2 separate regions of the Mus musculus genome follow, and region 2 is linked to region 1. Evidence: chromatin contacts called from public HiChIP or PLAC-seq data. All regions are on one chromosome and are shown on one strand. Each heading gives the region's core, a stretch centred on a gene start, on an enhancer-like site or on the middle of the called end of the contact. The rest is flanking DNA. Distances are from core to core; before and after follow the strand shown. Region 1 overlaps Tmtc1 (transmembrane and tetratricopeptide repeat containing 1). Region 2 holds the start of 2610017A05Rik (a long non-coding RNA gene).

The links. HiChIP or PLAC-seq counts read pairs in DNA pulled down with a chosen protein or histone mark.
Region 2: an H3K4me3 HiChIP or PLAC-seq map of the 230-238 cell line shows a contact between it and region 1, with 9 read pairs. The contact joins the promoter of 2610017A05Rik here to the enhancer-like site in region 1. A contact is called at or near these places in 5 of 115 datasets of contacts at active chromatin or transcription factors (the 230-238 cell line, bone marrow-derived macrophages, embryonic basal ganglia and 2 more) and 2 of 9 other capture datasets (liver and pancreatic islet).

The regions. Positions count from the first base shown.
Region 1 is chr6:148,272,034-148,278,063 of GRCm38.p6, forward strand. All of the region lies in intron 11 of Tmtc1 (transmembrane and tetratricopeptide repeat containing 1), which reads right to left. Among named protein-coding and RNA genes, the nearest start is that of Gm52483, 29 kb to the left of the region's middle. Within about 2 kb of position 3,193, at least 19 of the 459 cell types and tissues checked have an H3K27ac peak or open chromatin away from gene starts, as enhancers often do. A contact at or near this core is called in the 230-238 cell line, where this site is marked.
Region 2 is chr6:148,828,512-148,834,541 of GRCm38.p6, forward strand. It overlaps 2610017A05Rik (a long non-coding RNA gene), which reads left to right and starts at 3,109. Exons shown (of 2, transcript XR_869626.1): 1 at 3,109-3,197; 2 at 4,354-4,603. Ipo8 (importin 8) reads right to left here and starts at 2,956. Exons shown (of 25, transcript NM_001081113.1): 1 at 2,653-2,956. The coding sequence starts at 2,736.

The DNA.
Region 1 (6,030 bases), core at 1,943-4,442:
TAGACTCTTGAGAATAGTTCAGACACAAAATTTAACATGCAATGAAGTAAAAGCTAGCCTTCCTAAAATGAAAATAAAAATAAAAAGTAGGGTGGAGTATGTTTTAGCAAACTAAATTACTCAGATTAAGGGGGCGGGTCAATTCAGTCTTTTATTCATTATAGTAGAACCGACATGCAGTCAGCCTTTTCTGACTGTTCTGGACAAACTAACAGGCTTTTGTCACACACCTGCAGAGCAGCCCTTCAATGCAGAAAAAAAAAAAATCCAAGACAATGCTCATCCCAACCCCAACATGTGCTAATGCAAGTGACATTTTCCCATAAGTCAACTCATTTAAAATTCCTTATGTAGTGTATAGCATAGGGGAAAGGGAGCCTGGGGGAAATGAACTAAAGCAGTAGATCTCTCCCTCCCTCTCCCTCCTCTCTTTTTCCTGTCTCTCTCTCTTTCTTATACACACACACTCACTCACACACACACACACACACTCACATGAAACACTTGTCCTCTTAGGTGTTAAAAGGCAAATTACTCCTGTTGATCCATTTGTTTTCCTGAATAATATATTAGTCATACAACCCTCAGCAAATAAGCAAATTGTTATGAATTAGAACCTCTATTTAGAATATTTTTATTATTTTCTCTGAGCAATTCAGTTAAATTATGCTCTAATATGAACCAGTTCTCAGAGGGAGAAATGAAATCAATGCAACATGTAAAAATGTTGGCTACAGAGATACTTACTCACTCCAAAAATGTTGACTTCTATCTTAACATCATCTTTACTGTCAGGTCCAAAAGAAACTCCATACAAATGGCTCTCTGTGATGACATTAGCATATAAAGTGCATGGGCTTCCCTCCCCAGGTTCTCATTCCCTCATCATCCTGCTATTTTAACTATGTGCTCTTTTGGCCCCTCTTCCTTGGTCTCCTTTGCCCTCATTCTCTTTGTTTACCTCTCTTGCTCCCCACCCCTCCTTACAACCAAGTCCAGTTGTTCTGTCCACTACTTCCTTTCCCTGTTCTGGACTCTTCTGGATGGCTCTGGCTGTACACTCTTCCTCCTATCTATAATAAAAATTCTCCCCTCAACTATACTTTGGAGCAATCATGTCCCCAGTTAGTGTTAGAGAAGCACACTTTGTATGGGAACAAGCTAAAGTCAATAACTCTCAGTAGCCTATAAGATGTGAATTCCCAATTTATGGGTTACTGTTAGTAAGGTTTGTGTGGGTATGTATGTATGTGTGCATGTACGTATGTCTGTGCAGGGGAGGTTGCTTAGCGTCCTGCTCTATCACTTTCTGCCTTACTTCTTTGAGACAGGGTCTTTCCCCAAACCTGGACCTAGGCTGACAGCCAGTGAGCCCCACGGATCTAGTCTCCACCTGCACAGTGCTGGGCTTACAGGCAGAAGCAGCCATACTTGGCTCTTTACGGGAGTGCTGGGCCCTGAACTCAGGTTATCATGCTTGTTCATTAAGAGCTTTTACCCACTGGTGCCATCTCTCCAGCCCCTGTCTGTAAAAGCTCACAGATACAGCTATTTTGGACTAAAGTTTGGATTTGTATTTTGTTTCACTGATGTATTTGAAAATTTTAAAGTTAAGGATGTTATAAAATTTTAACATTTCAGTACCTTAGCAGTAATTTTATTGTTCAAATAACATCAATTCATATGCTATAGTTCACTACACTCTTTCAAAGCATACACACCAGGCCAAGTGTCTAATTTTCATGCCACAAATTAATTTATTTGAAGTTAAATACCCTAAGGTTGGATGTTTATTTTCTATTTCTTGTTGAAAAAAATTATAGAAATGTGACTAGGAAAAATATACCTCTGCGATTGAAGCTCAATTTCACTGGACTGGAGTAGTACAAAATAAGTGTCTCTTCAGAAGTCAATAGACTGTTAATTTTGCATATATTAAGTGTTTGGTTTCTTCTATGCCATAAATTCAATTATTCTGTCACTAATTGGCCCCTGAGAGAGACTGCTAATCTTCCTGGTCAGTTTCTTTGATTGTCTGAAGTGATTCCTGGCACCCAGCAACCGGCTCTGCTGCTTTACCTTTGGCTCATGTGCTCCTGGAACTGTGTCGTGATAACAATTCTTAGCATGAACACACACTGTCTGGTGATTGAGTTAGGGACAACAGTGGGCAGAAAGGTATGTCTGTGTTCTTAATAACAACTTTCAGCTTAGGAGAGCATAGGGTGTTGTGGTGGTTTGAATATACTTGGTCCAGGGAGTGAGTGGCAGTATTAGTAGGCGTGGCCTAATTGGAGAAAGTGTGTCACTGTGGGGGTGGGCTTTGAGACCCTCATAGCTGCTGGAAGCCAGTCTTCTGTTGGCTTTCAGAACAAGATGTAGAACTGTAGAACTCTCAGCTCCTTTAGTACCACACTTGCCTGGATCCAGCTATGCTCCCTGCCATAATGATAATGGACTGAACCTCTAAACCTGTAAGCCCCAATTAAATGGTGTCCTTTATAAGTTGCCTTGGTTATGGTGTCTGTTCACAGTAGTAAAACCCTAAGACAGGTGAGAAGGGCACATATTCTGAATGGCTATCCTGACCGCTAGGGACCATTACTGGCATACAACTGGAAGTCGGTAGGCTGTGGAATATCTAGTAATACCCTGGTCAGTCCTGGATGTTCTGCCCTCATTGCTTACAGCTCTCTGAGAAGTACCACTCACCACGATGGTGCTGTCGCTAAGCATCCTGTGACTGAGTGCTGGACACTGCCATCATGCAGGCTTCCTCTCCACAAGTATTTATTAAGCACCTACAGTTGGCCACACCCTCTGCCAATGGTCCAGAACATCGAGATAATTGCCCTTGCTGCCAGGCAGTAAAAGAGGAAACAGTGAGTCTGGGGGAGCATGGAGAACATGTATGACTGGGCCACCTCGTTCCTCAGGTATTCCACAGTGAAGATTTCAAAGGAGGGACAGTGTTGATGGGGACTAGAGCCTGATGATGGAGAAAAAGGGAGAGAAAGGAAGGTGTTGTGAAGGCTAATATTATGTTTTAAGTTTTAATTGCTTTGCTTAAGAGATCTATAAAACAGAAATGCCTCTAACCTGTAAGCCCCACTTGCCCAAGGATAGTTAACTTCCTGGAGTGCTGGGGGCTGTGGTTCAGGTCATGATAATAAGCCACGGTATTTTCACTTCCATAAACAAGGCTGGGTGCCCCAACTGCACAGGATGTGCTTCATTATAGCTACATAGGCACACATGCAGGAAGTATGTCAGGATGTATGTGTGTTCCTGATTGAACAAAGGAGGTAAGTATGAAGCTTTGCGGGTTTTGCTTTTATAAGCACCCGATTAACGTAATTTGGGGCCATTCTCTGAGATCCAGGCCACTGTCCATCTTCCTAGCCAGCCTTTAAAAGCTTGCTTCAAATTTGCCTCAAAAATTGTGGTAGTGGTCTTATTCTCACCCAGTGGGATTAATAGTGTTCTGTATGAATACAGTCCATGAATGAAGCTGTGTGAGATTTCTGAGCGCTTGTAACAACATTCCAAGTGAGCAAGACAGGAGTCTGGTAACCTCTGTTCTTTTATAACACGGATTTGTTCTTGAAGTGTGCTTTCCTGTCCTTCTCAGGTGTAATAACAGGAGTGAGCTTTATTTCAGATTACCCATCTTCTTACCCATTATTATTCAACATGATACTGTCCTTGTGACTATTTACAGCCTAAGCTCATGTGACCTTGCACAGAACTTGAACATAAGTGAAGTTGCTCACATGACTTTGCCTAATCCCCAGAATGCCCTCAGAATGTAAATTACTTGATGCTCTGATTAAAGTTGACTATTTATTACATGTGCCTTTAGTCCACCTCAGTTTTAGGCTCCACTCTCCCAAGTTCACACTGCCAAATAGATGGCGCTATTCCATGGAAAGGAAGCAAGGCTAAAGAACTTAGGGAACCAAAGACAGTTTACGGAGACTAGTGGGCAGTTTCTGCAGAGAACGTGAGTAACTGGGTGTGTAGTACAGGAGAAGGGTCTGGAAATGCCCTGTAGCCTGCCAGGCAGGTGGCTGTGATAATGGGAAGACAGACGATGCAGAGACAAATCTGAGGGCTGACAGGACATGAAAGAAAATGAAGGCCCAAAAAGAAAGCCCAGAAGAAGAGAGGAGGGGAGAACTGTTTATTAAGGGTTTGGAAGAGGGAGAATACTCTACAGAAATATCTGGTAAACCAGCAGCATGTATCACCATGCTAAAACCCAACCAGGTAAAGGGTGTCCAACTTGAAGATGAGGGTGGGTCAGAAAAGTCAAGTGCTCAGATACTCAGGTGGTTCCACAGGCCCACATGGGAGGCAGCTGGTGACCTCAGAGAGCAGTTCCAGGGATCCTAGGGAGAGGGTCTGTGGAAGCAGGAGGGACACAAGGAAGATACTGTAGATGTCTAGGAGATTATGTCACTGGGAGCAAAAAGGGAATAGAATCAACAGCCCACATGGCAGTCAGAGAAGAAATCGAGACAAGCTTATGTGTGGAGTTGTTTAAAATTGGAGCAACTAAAGAATATTTATAAAGCAACAGAAAGTGCCAGAAGGACAGTCACAGCAACAGAGTTAAATAAAGGATTGCTAGTCAGATTATCTCAGTGCTGGATATTATGGGATCCTGGGCAAAACTTAAGGAAGAAGCAGAGCAGCAGATACACTGGTGGATAAAATGCTCACTGCTCATGTGTAAAGACCAGAGTTTGGATATCCAGAATCCACATAGATGTCAAGGGGATAGAGAGACAGGGAGTTCTCAGGGCAAGCTGGCTGGCTAGACTAGCTGTATGACTTCTGTGAACCCAGAGGTCCAGGCTCAGTGAGTAAGTTGGACCTTGTTTAAGTTACTTTTGTATTGCTATGGTGAGACACCATGGCCAAGTCAAATTATAGAAGAGGAATTTATTTGGAGCTTACGGTTTCAGAGAGTTAGAGTATATGACCATCATAATAGCGAGGCAGACAGACAGGCATGGTGCTGGAGCAGTAGCTGAGCTTGAAACACAACCAGAAGGGAGGGAGGGAAGGGGAGAGGGAGAAGGAAGGGGAGAGGCAGAGGGAAGGGGAGAGGTAGTGAGAAGGATAGAGATTGAGGGAAGGGGAAAGGGGAGAAGAGAGGGAGGGGGAGAAGGTGATTGACTCTGAATGGTCAAAGTCGACCCACAATGACACACCTCCTCCAACAAGGCCATGCCTCCTAATCCTTTCCAAACAGTTCCATCAACTAAGGAACAAATACTCAAATACTTGAGATTATGTAGGCCATTCTCATGCAAACATCCACGGACCTCAATTAAAGATTCTAACCATTAGTCTTAGGCTTCCACACCTGTACACACATGGAGGAAATGGCTCATTGGCTTCTGGAAGCAGCAGGGGCAGCTAAGTTTAAGTCCTGAAGCAGTCTGATGTGGACCTCTCCTTCAGGGATGAAGGTCCTTGTAGAAAGTTTCAACCCAGTCAGTGAGGTTCACTGGCACTATGCAGTCATCCCCCTAACACGGGAGCTCTGGATTTAAGCTTGAATCTTATTTGAAAGAATTCACCTCACAGAACCATTAAGGGTAAGGCTCGAACAAACTTCTGGATATAATGGCCCAATTGGTTAAGTGTCCCCATCACAAGCCTATCTGGTGGCAGGAGGAACAGAGGCCTGAGGTAAATCTCATATGTTTGTTAGAAACTACAAGATATCTTGATAGCAACTGCAGCCTTTTAGCCTTTATACTATACTTAGATTTTGTAAACAGTTTGGGCAATTTAGACAGTTTAAAATTACATATATTTATTTGGGCATTGTAGTTGTGGTGGTCTGAATAAGAATGGCCTCCACAATCTCATGCATTTGAATGCTTAGTGGGATTAGGAGGTGTGACCTTGTTGGAGGAGGTGTGGCCTTGATGGAGGAGGTGTGGTCTTGATGGAGGTGAACACTGCTGTTTCAAAAGCCTATGCCAAAGTCTCTCACTGCATACTACCATGCTC
Region 2 (6,030 bases), core at 1,859-4,358, 560 kb after region 1:
GTGCTGTAACACAAGCTCCATGGGTTCTGATGACACTGGCCTCCACAGGCACCTACGTACACATGCACATACCCATATCCATACACAGAATTTTTTTTAAATAAACAAATTTAAATGAAACAAAAGCAATTTTTTAAGCCTGGGCTGCATGAGATCCTGATTCAAACAAATTTGGAAAAAGAAGAGAGAGTTAAGCCATTAAAGAGTGCAGAGCACCTGAGTTCAGTTCCCAGCATCCACATTAGGTGGCTCATAACTGCCTGCAACTCCAACTTCAAAAGACCTGACTCCAAAAATCCAAAGGCCTCTGACCTCTGCAGCCACCTGCATTCATGTGCACAAACCCACACACATTATTTATGTATATGTATGCTTTATTTTATATATAACCAAGAATAAACCTTTTAGCTGGCTATGGCGACATATGCCTTTAATCCCAGCACCTGGGGGCAGAGACAGGTAGATCTCTGAATTCGAAATCACCCGGTCTACAGAGTGAAATTAACACCAGCCTGGTCTACACAGCTAACACCAGCATCCATCTCATATTTACATATGTATCTCATACAGTAGATACCTATTCATTCATGCAAGCAAAGCTGGATGACACAGAGGTGCTAAGGGACAAGCACGCAATACCCAACATCAAATCTAGGTCTTCTACTTCAAGTACAAAAACTTACTGAAAGCCTATTACAATCCAAAACGCTGTACCAGATATAAATGCTAAGTGAATGACGGAGTAACATTATCCTGTTTTGGTTTGATTTTTATGGTTCTGGAGATGAGCTTAGGGCCTCCCACTGTAAAGCAAACTACAAGTAACAAGGAAAACGATCTTCTGATGAGACAGAATTTGGATTAAATTAATATGAAGAGAACACAGGATTGAACCTCTCCTGGTTCTGCAGGCTTCAAATCTTTTCTGTTTCCATAATATCAACTGCACTCATGTGTTGACAAATCAGGAAAAAGCAAGGTTAGGCTATGGGCAGAAAGTATAACATGGCACCAATGTTCCATATTAACACTACCAAAGGGATATCTGGTCCTGTGGTAAACGCAGTGTCAAACAGGCAGCCTCCCAGTGTACAGCAGCAGGATGTAGTCTAGCCCTTATGGCATTTTTATTAACTAAACCCTGATGACTGTTATTCTAGACAGTATTCTACAAAGTCTGGGACAGATACTGACACTAAGTGTCTCTTATTCTGGGGTGACAGTCCTTTCCTTTTTGAGACATCAAAGCATCCTTTTTGGCCATTCAATTCAACAAAACCTTGTGTGTGTTAGGATTACAGGACTGAGCAGAGTTGGAAATCACATAGGTAAGGCCTCAGGAATTCTTGGTTGAACACTCTACAGCCGAGCCAGATAGATATTAACAGGGTCTCGACTTTCGTTCTTACCTCTTGAGGATCCTGGATTCACGTGTCCCTCAAACACCACAGATTGTCAGTTAATATTTCTCTTTCAAGATTCAAAACATCTTTTATAACAAAAACAAACCTCTACTAGGGCAAACACACTGGCCAAGAAGAATCCTTATACTTCAGGAGGCACAGAATTGCCTGGGGAGCCACTTAAAACACAAACTTGTTTCTATTCCCAGGTTTTCAGGTTCTTTACATCAGGGATGAAGCCCATAATTTGCATACCCAACCGTTTTCAGAGAAGCATAGGCCACTGGTCTTAGCAACCCCTCAAGATCCACTAATTAAGGAATATCCCTTCACACTTGTAGCAAGCTCAATTGTCAAGCCATGTAAGGAAATTTTAATTTGTACATTTTAGTAAGAGGATGATAGTCCCTCTTACATGAGCAGAACCAGAGCTTGTGATATTACAATTCTGAAAGGTTGGGCCAGATGTGGTAACACACACCTTTAAACCCAGCAGACTAGAGGCAGAGGCAGAAGCAACAGGCAGATTTATGAGTTCCAAACCAGCCTGTTTAACACAGAATTCCAGGTTAACCAGAACTACACAGTGAGACCCTGTCTCTGAAATGAAAGGAAGAAAAAAAAGGAGGAGGAGGGAGAAGTATGGTATGGACAAAAAAAAAAAAAAAAAAAAAAAAAAAAGACGAGAGTAACACTGGAACAATGAATGTCTAGACTGCTTAGAAAAATGGAAAGCAGCTAAAGCAAAGTCACACACATTTCAGTATTCCAAAGAAATGCCTCAAATATTGTATTACTGGCCGGCCCAGTCTTTGAAATGGTACGGGGAAACCGCGTGCCCTTCCTAGAACTCTCTCGGACAGTGCTGCCCAGCGCTCCAGCAATACTGTGCCATGATCCACACTGCCACCGCCAGAAGCAGGCGAGGGGCAGGGTTTCCGACAGCAACACCTGAAAAGGGCGGGTCCGGAGAAAAGCTAGCTTAGCTTTGGTGAATTTTCCCACCGCGTCTCCACGTAAGCGCATTAAAGGAAAAGAAAACACACCCAAAGACCACTATCAATGGTTTCGTAGCTTCTTTGTGCTATGTGTCCAAGAGAACTGAGCAAGTGCACCAAGAAAAGGACAGATAGCCAACAGGTGCTCCAGTTGCTCCGCAGGGGTCCTGGTCTCAGGCTGGGGTTGGAGGAGAGAGGGAGAGAAGGGAGAAGAGTAGGAAAAAGAGAAAGAGGGGCAGCCCCTCGCTCACCTGGTTAAGCTCCGTCTCAGCTGCAATTCTCAGCTTTGGGTCGATAGTGCCCTTCAGCGCCTGGATGATCCGATTGAGGTCCATGTCCGCGGGCGGGAGCTCGGGTCCCAGAGCCAGCAGGCCGGGTTGCAGCCGGGATGTCTCCTGGCCCTTTTTGGCCCCCTCTACCTCAGGGGACCACCTCACCCCCACCCCCTGCCGCTGCCACCACCGCCTGCAGCTACTTGCTGCGCCACTCTGACTCCGCGCCCCCTGTCCTCCCTCCTTCCCCCCGACAACTCTCTCTCCATTCACCTTTTACGACAGCCGGTGGGAGGTGGAAGAGGAAACGGAGACTCCTTTACGGCTGCCTCTTCCCCTGGCGTGCTGCACTGACCAGCACCCGCCAGAGACGCCATGATGCTCGTCTCAGGAGCCGGCATTCATTGCACAGCGGTGCTGCTACAGGAAGTCGCTCAAGTTTGTTCCAAACACCAGACTCCCGCAGACGGCCGCCATGATGCGGTACGGAAATCCTAGCTTGTCCACCCACTGGTGTGACCAAAGTAAGTTAATTGGCCTGGCATCTATTTACAGTTGTTGCAAATTAGGCATATCTAAAGGGAGTGGTACTTTTTGTTCGAGAACTCTGAACATCACAACTGAGCTGTTTCAAGACAAACTTACTGGAATCCTGAACTTACGTAGCTTACAGAAGAGGTTTCCTTTAATGTTTGAGCGCCACCCTTTATCCTGCCATTCATTCTTTGAACATTTGTTAAAAATGTTTACAGACAGGCACCATGTTATAATAACAAGATAAAATTTAATGCAGGTTTGTATGTATGAAAACTCAAAATCTAATAGATAATCAAATGTGTGTGTGTGTGTGTGTGTGTGTGTGTGTTTCTCTTTAGAGTGTAAAAACACAAAAATGCAGTAGTCAAGGAAACTATATGACCAAAAGTGCCCAAAATGTCCAGACTTTCACTGTGAAAGGCAAGAAGGGTTATGCTGTTTCCATCTACAACTGCAAAGCATACAAAACATAAAGTAAAGATGATTGTGGGCAAATGCTGCTGAGATGTGATCCTCCAAGGAGCATATAATTACGATGTATTGGTTCAATTAAATTTAAGAACAGTGTAGAAAATGAGACAGGATGTATGCTATATGACTGATTGCTTCCAGCAATGCCCATTTCAGTCCATTATGCACACAGCCATCAGAATGAAAAATGCATTTTCAATTTGAAATGTTACCTTTGCTACCTGCACCCCCAATTTCCTTTACTTATGATATCAACTCTAATAGACCTTTGAGTGGAAACATCTAGTTTCTTTGGAAAGTTATGTCAAATGATGGTTTGCAGGAGCACACAGGTGGATGTCAGTGCTAAAGCAGACACAGGTAAAAGGATATTTTGCTGGAGCAGACACAGGAAAAAAGTTTTTCCTCTAGCAGACACAGGTGAAAGGATGTCTTGATATAGCAAACACGTGAAAGGATGCTTGATGAAGGAGTATAAATATGACCCCCAAAGACAGTGGGAAACAAGCAATGAGCGTTGGTTTGCTCTGCCTTGCTAACACTCTATGAGCCTTCTATTGTTGCGTTCAACTTGTGGTAACACCAGCACTGAGAAAAATTCGTCCAAGAACTGCTTGTGAAGTTCCTGCAGCAGCTAGTAGCTTCTGCTGGTGAACCTGGCAATTTCTTCAGGATTGAACAACAGCTTCTGGTTCCTGCCTAGTGTCTGCCTGCCTAGAGAACTGGTCTGCAGCTGCTGAGTCTTATTTGGTGATTGCTACAGGACTGAACTACTGAGAAAGATCAAGCTCACCCACAAAGAAATACTGCTGAACAGGCTCACTCTCCCCGTACCCTAATAACTTTTCTCTTCCACTACTTCTGCTGGATGGTGGGCTAAAGGAGAGGGTGAACTCTTATTAAAGTAGGTTGCAAAAAATTATTACAAGCCTTTTTCACTGTTTTTGATACAAGATCTCTCTTCATAGCCCAGGCTGGTCTCAAACATGGGGCAATCCTGCTGCTTCAGCCAAGTGCTGGTATTCCAGCCATGAGCCTCACTTCAATGTCCTCTTTTCTACTTAAAGCCTATTCTCCTGTCTTTCCCTTTAAAATTTTACACTTGTTCTCCAACTCACTCATTCCTCTACTATTGAACTATTCATTCCTGACTACACATCATTTCCTGCTTTCCAACTCAACTACTGAAGAGTACCTTTGACCTATTGGGCTCATTGATAACACTATGTGTGTCTAAGGGAAAGAACACGTGTTTGTAATACAGCTTTTTCTCTTCATACTCAGTGATCAATCCTGTTCCTTGTTTTTAACCAGCACTATTCTCTCATTCCCTCAGTACCTGTTCTGAATCCTTCAGGACTTTTCTCGGGTACCCCACTCCATCTTAAAAAAAAAAAAAAACTACAAAAATGAGCAAAGCCCTGGCAGCTCCATTCACCCATTCCCAGATTCACCTGTGTACCTGTGCACCTCATTCCCTACATCCTGAATGGAATCTCTCCCATCTTCTCCAGAGTCTGGCTCCATAAACTCCACCTCTATTTTAAATATTTTCTCATTAAAATAAATTTGGTGGGCTGGAGAGGTGACTCACTTATCAAAAGGGCCTGGGATTGATTCTCAGTACCCACAAGTTGGCTCAAAACCATTCATAACACTGGTTCCAGAGAATCTAATACCCTCTTCTGACCTCATCAGGTACCAGGCATTCACAGTTATACAATCAAGCAAAACCTGTAAAGTAAATCTTTTAAAAATTGACATAAAAATAAAATAAAGTTGGGCTATTTATTACATGTTCTTTGCTGACAATTTCTTAAGATTTCTTTTTTCCTAGATGTCCGCCCTCTTTCTCCCCAACTAACTCAACTTCAATTTCTAAGTCCTTCCAGCTGCACAGAAAGATGGGGTGAGAGAATCACCAACCTGGACAAGACAGCTAAACACCAACTTAAAAACATAAAAAACATTAAAAAAAAAAAAAGGAAGAACTTTAAAACCTTAACTAATGATGTCTTAGTTAGGGTTTTACTGATGTGAACAGACACCATGACCTAAGCAACTCTTATAAGGACAGCATTTAATTGGGTCTGAGGTTTAGTCCATTATTTATCATCAAGGGAGCGTCCCAGAAGGCATGGTGCAGGCAGGGCTGAGAGTTCTACATTTTTATATAAAGGTCACTAGGAGAAGACTGGTTCCCACATGGTTAGGATGGTCTCATTGCCCACACCCACAGTGACACACTTTCTCCAACAAGGCCACACCTCCTTATAGTGCCACTCCCCAAGCCAAGCATATTCAAACCACCACAAATGCTAATTCTTCATTTTTTTGCTTTTGTTGCAA